Regions from separate parts of the Mus musculus genome. Here region 2 is linked to region 1. A link is a contact called in public Hi-C data. All regions are on one chromosome and are shown on one strand. Each heading gives the region's core, a stretch centred on a gene start, on an enhancer-like site or on the middle of the called end of the contact. The rest is flanking DNA. Distances are from core to core; before and after follow the strand shown.

Region 1 (4,334 bases), core at 1,296-3,795:
CCACTTCCCCCTCTTCCTTCCCTCCCCCTCTCTCTCTTCTTTTAGTGGCTGCCAACCTTTCTAACCAATCCCACAGCTGTTCTGCCTCAACAGCTGTCTTTACCAGGGCCTATGACTCTGTCTGGTTAAATCTGGATTTGGAACAGGCTTTCCTTCCGTGGACCTTGTAACGAACGCTGAGTATCCCGTCGTCATGAAGGTGCTGTGGTGAACACTCAGCCCTTTCCTGGGCTTAGGCTCTGCCTTTTTAATCAGTTCCCACTAGCAGTTGGCTTAATTCTGGCTGAGTGAGAGCTTCATCCGCCTTCCCTGCCTGGGCCCAGAGGACATAACTCAGTTTTGCCACATTCACTGCTAACGGGGACTTTCCACGACCCCCCGTGGATCTGTGTGGGCGAAACCATCCCCAAACCACAACACAGTTAACCCATGCCTGATTGATCCATTGGCTCGGAGCTTTTAAACACAACGAGAAACGTTATTAGGTAGCCCCTGTTTGTGCCTGGCCCGTAGCCAGGTCCCTGTTGGGCTCAGGAATCTTGGACATGCCCTTGGCACTGAGCAGCCCAGCTGCAAGTCTTTATTCCATTGGGCACACAGCAAGGACGCCTCAGCTTCATCTAGACCCTTCTATCTTAGGTACCCACAAGGGCTCTATGAGCCTGGGTTTCTTTCCCATACATCCAGTTCCTTACTCTCTGCCAGACTGCGGCATGGCTGGTTAAGGAAAGCTTTGCCCGCAAGTAGCCTCTGAGGCCTCCCAGCTTGGCTGGGTTCCTGGGCCCTGACTCACCTCTGGCTTTGTTCTCTAGCTAAATGAGGGCAGCCCTAGGGATGGCAGAGCTGTGAGGAGGCTCAAAGGGTCCTGAGTCAGGAGATTCCCAGAGAGAATGATGTCAGGGATGGTAGCAGGGTGGAGGTCCCCTTTCCTTCCTTCCTTCCTTTCCTGGTCATTTGTTCCGATCTAGGCATGGATGGAGCCAGAAGGCCACTGCTGTGTTGCATTTTGGGAATTACAGCCCCAGCATGCAGTGTGGCCACGGGACAGATGAGTGTCCATGGTCCATGTCACAGTGCCGTCTGACTTCCAACAAGTGCTTTATGCAGACCCCAAACCTCTCCAATCCTAAATCAAGGGCTGCCTTGTGACCTTGACACTGAGTAGTAAGGAGGTGCCAGGCTCTCTCAGTCAGAATGACACCCTAAGACTCTCCCTCCCTCCACCATCTCCAGTCCTCCCTCACACACCAGACTTGGGGCAATTTGACCACGTGGCCACCTAGACTAGACCCTCAACCCAACCCTCTTTCTACTGGGCTCCCTTACAGGCCTCTGTCTCTGCTCCCTGTTCAGCCCACTCCTCAAGGCTTATGCCTGGGCCCCAGACACATCCTCCACCTCTTTAAGAGGCTCTGCTGAGGGCCAGCCAGCCTAATGACCTGGCTAGAGTGAGGGACTTGGCATTCTTAGAACAGCTTCCCTGCCTCTGGTGCCCCACTGATTCTCCCACAACCTGAGATATGCAGGAAAGGCTTTGTTTCCTTCTAGACTTATTTTCTATGGGGCCAAAGTCAGGCTTCCAATAGTTCAAGTCAGATCCCATTGTACTGTAGATCAGGACCTTCCTCCTATCAACCACAACACTGCCATGATAGTCTTTATTGCCATCGCTTGTTGCTTTGCATAGCCCAACCTTTGCTTCTCCTTTTGTTTAAACAAGCTTACTACTCACCCGAGGAGCCCTGAAGGAGAGCCCACTACATGACTAAGCCCTCCGTTCTTATCTGACATCTTAGGCCACTCTCATGGCCCTTAGACCACAGGTTTGTGCCATTCTTGGGCAGGTATTTAGAAAAGCATCCAGACAGGGCATCCCTGGTGTGTCATGACTAGAAGTCAGAGCAAGTAGAAGACATGGTTGGAGATATTTTAAAGGGGTCACTCGGGAACCTAGCTGTGTGGCTAGAGCCAGGGCTGTGAGGAAAGGATTGGGCCCCAGAAGACTGTGGGCAGTGTGAACAGAGATGAAAGCACAGAATCCATGTGGACGTAGTGTCAAATCACCGAGCCATTGCGCTGGGTATGGTGGCACACTGGGGAGCAGAGGTAGGTGGGTCTCTTTAAGGTCAAGGCCAATCTAGTCTACATAGTGAGTTTCCAGGACACACAGGACTACATAGAGAGACCTTGCCTCAATCAATCAATCATCAATCAATCAATCTTCCCTGAAAAGGAGGCATGAGTGAGCTTCAACCCCAGTCATAAGACTTTGAGAGGCCTCAGGAGGCCTCTTGGTTAAGGAACATTATTTCCACACTCTAACCAGCCTTATTATACATCGCCTGCCAACCCAGGGTCCACACACCCTCCTGGCTTGCCTTCCATAGAGCTACTGAGTGGCAGGGCTGGGCCCACAGCCTTTAGGCCTGCCCGTCCTGCTTATGGCAGGTTTACGATGTTTTTCTCCCTCCTGAGTGGTGTTTGGCTTTTGGTTTCTATGGCGAAGCAGGAATTTCCTAATGGCCTGTTTCCCATCTGGGCTGGGCAGACCTCAGTGATGACTCTGCCTGAGTGGGTGGAGGCAGCAGGACGGGAGGTGCTCCCCCACAGCCTCCATTTCACCTCCCCGAGAGCCACTCAGGCCCCGGCCAGAGGCTACGGAGGTCAGAGGATGAGCCGACTGGCTCCCACTGGCTCCCGGCTTATCCATGTGTGAGGCCTGGCTTGCCTTGCTGTGCCCTGAGCCTCCTGGAGTGGAGTTTCTGCAGGCCACCATGAGGGAGGAGAATGTCTGAGGTGCAAGCCCTCTCCTGCAAGGTCTTTAGGAATGAGACCAGAAAGGCACCAGGCCACTGGCAGGAAAGGGAGCACAGCTCTGCCCCAGGAGGGTGACGACCTGAGCTGTGGCTTCTTGCTTCAGCAGACAGCACCATGCTAAAGAGAGGGGGAATGTTGGATATTTCTCTTCTCCCCCAGCTCTGGTTTCAGGCATGGGATGGAGACTAATAAGCAGACATATCTCACTATCCCAATTCCTGCCACAGGCCTGAGAATAAGAACTGGCCCAGTGCTCCTGATGACAAGGCTCAAGCACATAGGATCCACATTGACCCTGAGTCCCAGGTAGGTATAGACACTGCTCACCTGGCCCAGCTAGCTCAGAGTGAACCCAGGACAAGAGGCAGGCATGGCCAACAGACTTCAGTGAAATTCTCACACTGATGGTCAGACAGCCAGGGTATACTGAAGTAGACAGCTCCTCTAGGACATGCCTGCTTCTATCCCTTGCCCTGGAGCCCCTGCAGTGTGCTTGACCCAACTCCAGGCTAGCCTGCATTCTTGGCTAGGGTGCCTGGGATGGGATGGGGCTGGGCTAGGTCTTGGCTCAAGATCTCTCCACACAGAGCTGAAGTTTACTCCCACACCCAGAGAGACCCAATCAAAAAGAAGTCAGCAGGCTTAGAGAGAGATGAGGGTAGGCAGGTGGCTGTGAGGAATCAGGCTGTGGCCATTCCTGTCTTGCACGACCCTCATGCACTCTAAAGCTGGAGAGGTCCCTTTTCATGTCCCAGAGGAGTTGCAGCTGTCACACTGTCCTCAAGGAGAGAGAGCAAACCTGGCTGCACTGAGTTCTCATGAGAAGAGAAGCCAAGTGCACCAAATTCCAGATACCTAGACCATGCTCCACATCCCTGGACAAGGTCACTCCTGGGCTAATCTGTGATGTAGCTTGAATCCAGAGTACTCAGTATGAGAGGTGTGGCTTCTGGGCCTGCTCTTGTCTGCTCTCTCCACATGGAAGAAAAAGGACCAGGACAGAGAGACATTTCAATAAGAAGTCAGAGAGGGCTCTCCAGAGGAAGGAGATTCAAGTCCAAACCTTAGGACCCAGACAGAGCGGGTAGGAAGAGGAAATGCACCCCACAAGCACCTGAAGCCCAGGGGTGCGTGTGCTTTGAGATCAGAGCAGTGACAGGGGAGGTTGGTGAAGGCAGAGGGTGAGCTGATTTGTCCCAGACTTCAGCTCATCCCGGGAAACATTTGGATCTTAGTAGCTTGCTTTGTCTGAGGCCCTTCAGGCAGGGAGAAGAGAACAGATTTGGCAGAAGGAAAAAAAAAAAAAAAACAGGCAACAGGGAGCAGAAGGCGGGCGGGCTGTTCCTGTGAGACGCCTGGCTCCTCTCAGCATCAGTGCTGAAAGGGACAGGGCAGAGACTAGTTGGGAGCGGAGGGAGTCACCAGGGACTCAAGGCCAGTGGGCTCCAGGGGGCTCCCCTGTGGCGTTTGAAAGCTGGCATGGCAATATGCCTTTCCTTTGGGGTTGGGAGGCTGGG
Region 2 (4,334 bases), core at 972-3,471, 350 kb before region 1:
GAGGGTGGCTAGTCCACAAACCTCTGGGATTCTCTTGTCTCAAATCATTTTAGGGGATTTTCAAACAAGGTGGAAGGCAAGGCCCAATACCAGAGGCTGTTCTCGGGCATCTACATGTGGACTATGGCATCTGCACACATCTGTAACTCCATACATGCACATCTATGCACACACAAGTAAAATTCGTAACATTCTGGCACACCACAATGAGAAAGAGTGAGACATGGCAAGAAATTTCAAAACACAGGATCCAAAGACAAGATTTTTTTCCAGTTTCTGAAACAGGGAAAAACAAAACAATCAACATGGTTCCTCAAAATACAGGGAGCTAAAACCCTGATGAGGTAGTGCTAGAGAAATCCAGAAGAAAATTATTTGTATCTCCAATTCTCTAACTAGATTAGGTGATTCTTCAACTGTGAGGATGGAATTAAAACCTGTTCTGTCATCAACAATCCTAAAAAATCCACTCTCCTTCATAAGGGCTAGAGGAGGGTTCACCTCTCTAACTGTAGGGCAGGAGGAGGGGGGCAGCTAGCTAGCTACAGGGTGGGGAGTGTGGATAGTAGCTTTGTGAAGTGAATTCCCCAGAATTGTGATTCAGGCAAATCTCAGGATGACAGACAACTGTGTCTAGGCATATAAAGCAAATTCTAGCAGAAACTTGTTTAAGTGAGTTAAAATTTGATGGACGTCAGATCTAAAATGTTGTATAAATAATTAACAAAAGAGTCTGGATTGATTAGACAGGAAAACAATACCATGGGCAGAACCATATTCTTCTAGGAAGATATCAACAACTGTGAAGGTGACTTTACTTGGAAATGCTGTCGTTACAGATTTCACCAAGTTAGAATCGGTCCTAGTTCAGTGTAACCTGTGTCCTTATAAAAACAGAAAACTTGGATACTGACCCACAGGAAAAATGTTTGTGAAGACACAAAGACACACAAAGAGAGAAGACAGCCATATGAGAGTTGGCAAAGACTGAACCTATGGTACCCCAGCCACAAAGTGACGTCACCTAGCTTGACAGAAGAAAGATCCGCCTCCAGTGGGTTTGAGGAGCTGTGCCCTGCTAACATCCTGATTCCTGAACTGTGTTCTCTTGTTTAAAGAAACCACCTACTGTATAGCATTTGTCACAGCCTCTTCAACAAGCTCATGCTCCAGAAAAGAGAAACACACTGGGTGAAGTGTTCACACTTTGCTACATGTGCAGCAGGAGAGCATCTCCACTGATACATGAACAGATGAGACCAAAGCTTCACCATCCTCCTCAAGAAACAGAATCCCTGAAGGAAAGAGCTGTCCATGTTCCTCTCTACTCAGCACCTCTCTCTAGGGTGAACACAGAAAAGGACTGTATTTGAATTGAACCATCTACTTAGTCAATTAATGAATTAGTAAACTGATCTGACAGGACCGACACTCACTGCTCTTTGCTGGGATCAAAAGCTGCTCTACAGATAAAGCCTTTCCTAAGACTCGAAGCTTTTCCAGGCCAAGTGCTGGGCAATACCAGTGTATACAGATGCGGTCAGATAAAAACTAGATGGTTTTTATTTCCAGTGGGTTTTTTTTTTTTTTTGAGGGAAATAATAGGAAAGTGCTCCCAAAATATATGTGGAAAAAATCAGTGGCTATAAAAAATGAGAGAAAAGATTAAACCAATAAAAACCCCACCCAAAATGTTAAAAATGTATATTACCAAGGAATAAATTAAGGAATAATCAGAGCTGTAACAAAGTATCTTAGCTAAAAAAGAATTCTGTAAGATAAAGGTAACTGGCTCAATATATTCCTAAAGTTTCCCATCCTACTTTTTTTTTTTTTTTTTTGAGACAGGGTTTCTCTGTGTAGCCCTGGCTGTCCTGGAACTCAAGCATCACACTCCAACATGTCCTCAAAAGAAGGCGTCCTTTCCTGAAGCAGGGCTTCCCTGCGTAGGCCAGGCTGGCCTTGGGATCCTTATTTCTTCCCTCCAAGTGCTGGGATTAAGAAAGCTTTTAATTTACAAGTTACAGGATGGAAAAACAAATTCTCTGGAAAGGAATGCAATTTGGGATGATCTCAACATTACTCTGCCCAATACCAAATACCGTGAAATCAGTGTAATGGAGAAAGGCAACTTGTTTCATAAGCTCAGCAAGTTTGGGTTTTAAATCTTGTTCTATGACCACAGCAGTGGGCAGGAAACCCAGGCTTAGACAATTACAGTTTCATCTCCCTGGCAACGGCAGAGAGACCAGGACAGGCATGTGACGCAGGCAAAGCTATCAGGAGTCCTTATCCAATCCGGAAATACATATACACAGAAGAACAAGCCCTTTCCCTTTTACTCGGGCTAAACCATAGAAGATGGGGAAAGCCTGTTCCTAACGGAAGCCTAAGTGGGGAAGGCAAACAAAGATAAGCTAAATAAAGCTAAATAAAGATAAGAGGCTAAAAAAATAAAGTGTGAGGACCAGACTTTGGATCCCTCACACCCATGAAAATGTCGGGCAAGTATGGTAGCCTCATGTCATCCAGGCACCAGGGAGGCAGAAACAAAATCCCCTGAACAAACTGGCTAGCCAGGCTCACCCAAACTGGGAGTTCTGGGTTCAGAGAGAGACCTCAACATACAAGGTGGGAAGCAACTTGATGTCAACCTCAGAAACACACACACACACACACACACACACACACGCACACACGCACACACACACATGCACACACACACACACACACACACACACACACTTGTGTGCCCATACAATGAGAACACACATGCACACACCACACATACAGATCCAAATAATAAATAAATAAAACAATCATAGAAACATCTAGAAGTTTCAACAAGAATTTCTAAAAGTGCTATCCAGTTTCTGAATTCAGTCACTTCCTACCCATTTATGAGTCAATACTACCATGTTCCATTGTGGATTATGTGTGTGTGCGTGCATGTGTGTGTGCATGTGTGCACGTGTGTGTATACACAGGTATGATGGCACTTGCCTGTAATCTAAGCATTTGGGAAATTATAAAACTGAGTTTAACCTGGACTACATAATAAGTTCTAGTTGCAAAACACACAATAAAACAAAACATTTGTAATCTAGAATTATTGTACTTAACTTTATATATAATAAAATTCCCAGATAATTAATTATTTTAATGGCAGTGTTAAAACTGAGACCTCCATGTAAAAGTGAAGTTAGATGCTCACAAAACAAGTAAGTCAAAGTAGATTTTTACGCCTAACTATGAGATCTTATATGCAGCTCTTTAAAGAGAACATAGGCAGCAGCTTCCTGGCATTCAGTTTGGCCATCACTTTTTGTATGACACCATAGATATAGGTTACAAATGGAAAATTAGACAATTTAAACCAGGACAAATTTCAAGTGTTGTGCTTCAAATGATTCTATGTGCAGAGTAAGAAGGCAGTTTATGCAAGTGGAGGGGGGAGTGCAGGTCACAGATCTAGCATCAGGTTCTTCTCAACACACAGGAAAGATGTTAGTCTCAGGGCACAGTGTAATAACTATTTTTTTCAGCAATTGAAAAAAAATGAAAATGTTACCTCATTTGATGAACTTTCTTGCAAACTTGACACAGGAACAACTTCACTTGAGTTAACATAATTGCTGACATTTGGAAATAGTTCTTCAAAAGACACATTTTGCACTGGAGACAAATCAATCTATACAATAATACAACTCCTTTTAAAGTTTCAAAAACAACTAGCTTTAGGCAATTAACATTGAAAGTACTATCTCATTGAAGCATTTTCTTGTATATTTGATGCACAAATAATTTCATTTGAATAAACATAATTGATTACATTTAGAAATAATTCTTCAAATCATATTTAACTGTGGATAAATCAGTATATAAATTATTTTCTCACTAAAACCAAACAAAACACAAAAATCACAAATACTGGCAATGATGTACAGGGACTGGAAACTGGCACATTGCTAGTAAGGCTATAAAGTGATGCAAGCCCTATGGAAAAGACTTTCTAGAAAACTTAAAAGAGCTCCTACCACATGACCTAGAAATTCTACCCCTGGGTGTATTCTCCGAGGGGCTGAAAATAGGGAACTTATACTTGTACACATGCATAATTTTACCTCCAGTGTTCATAACAACCAAAGGACAAATAACCCAAATGTCCACTGACTGACAGATACATAAATAAAATGTGATTTTATAACAGATGCCTTTATCTGTAAACTGTAAGTAATTTCATGTGTGTGTGTGATGTGCAGTGTGTGTGTGTGTGTGTGTGTGTGTGTGTATGTGATGTGGTATGTGTGGTGTATGGTGTGTGTGGTGTGGTA

The links. Hi-C and Micro-C count contacts between places; a contact is called where the count stands out from the background.
Region 2: a contact with region 1 is called in a Hi-C map of muscle stem cells, with 2.5 times the contacts expected there. The contact joins two enhancer-like sites. A contact is called at or near these places in 1 of 484 Hi-C or Micro-C datasets (muscle stem cells) and 2 of 115 datasets of contacts at active chromatin or transcription factors (both in embryonic stem cells).

Annotation. Positions count from the first base shown.
Region 1 is chr11:54,058,727-54,063,060 of GRCm38.p6, reverse strand. Pdlim4 (PDZ and LIM domain 4) reads left to right here. Exons shown (of 7, transcript NM_019417.3): 3 at 3,045-3,123. Among named protein-coding and RNA genes, the nearest start is that of Pdlim4, 8.1 kb to the left of the region's middle. RefSeq lists an enhancer at 3,646-4,334. Within about 2 kb of position 2,545, at least 164 of the 459 cell types and tissues checked have an H3K27ac peak or open chromatin away from gene starts, as enhancers often do. A contact at or near this core is called in muscle stem cells, where this site is marked.
Region 2 is chr11:54,411,153-54,415,486 of GRCm38.p6, reverse strand. Meikin (meiotic kinetochore factor) reads right to left here. Exons shown (of 14, transcript NM_029105.2): 12 at 3,572-3,691. Among named protein-coding and RNA genes, the nearest start is that of Fnip1, 25 kb to the left of the region's middle. Within about 2 kb of position 2,221, at least 55 of the 459 cell types and tissues checked have an H3K27ac peak or open chromatin away from gene starts, as enhancers often do. A contact at or near this core is called in muscle stem cells, where this site is marked.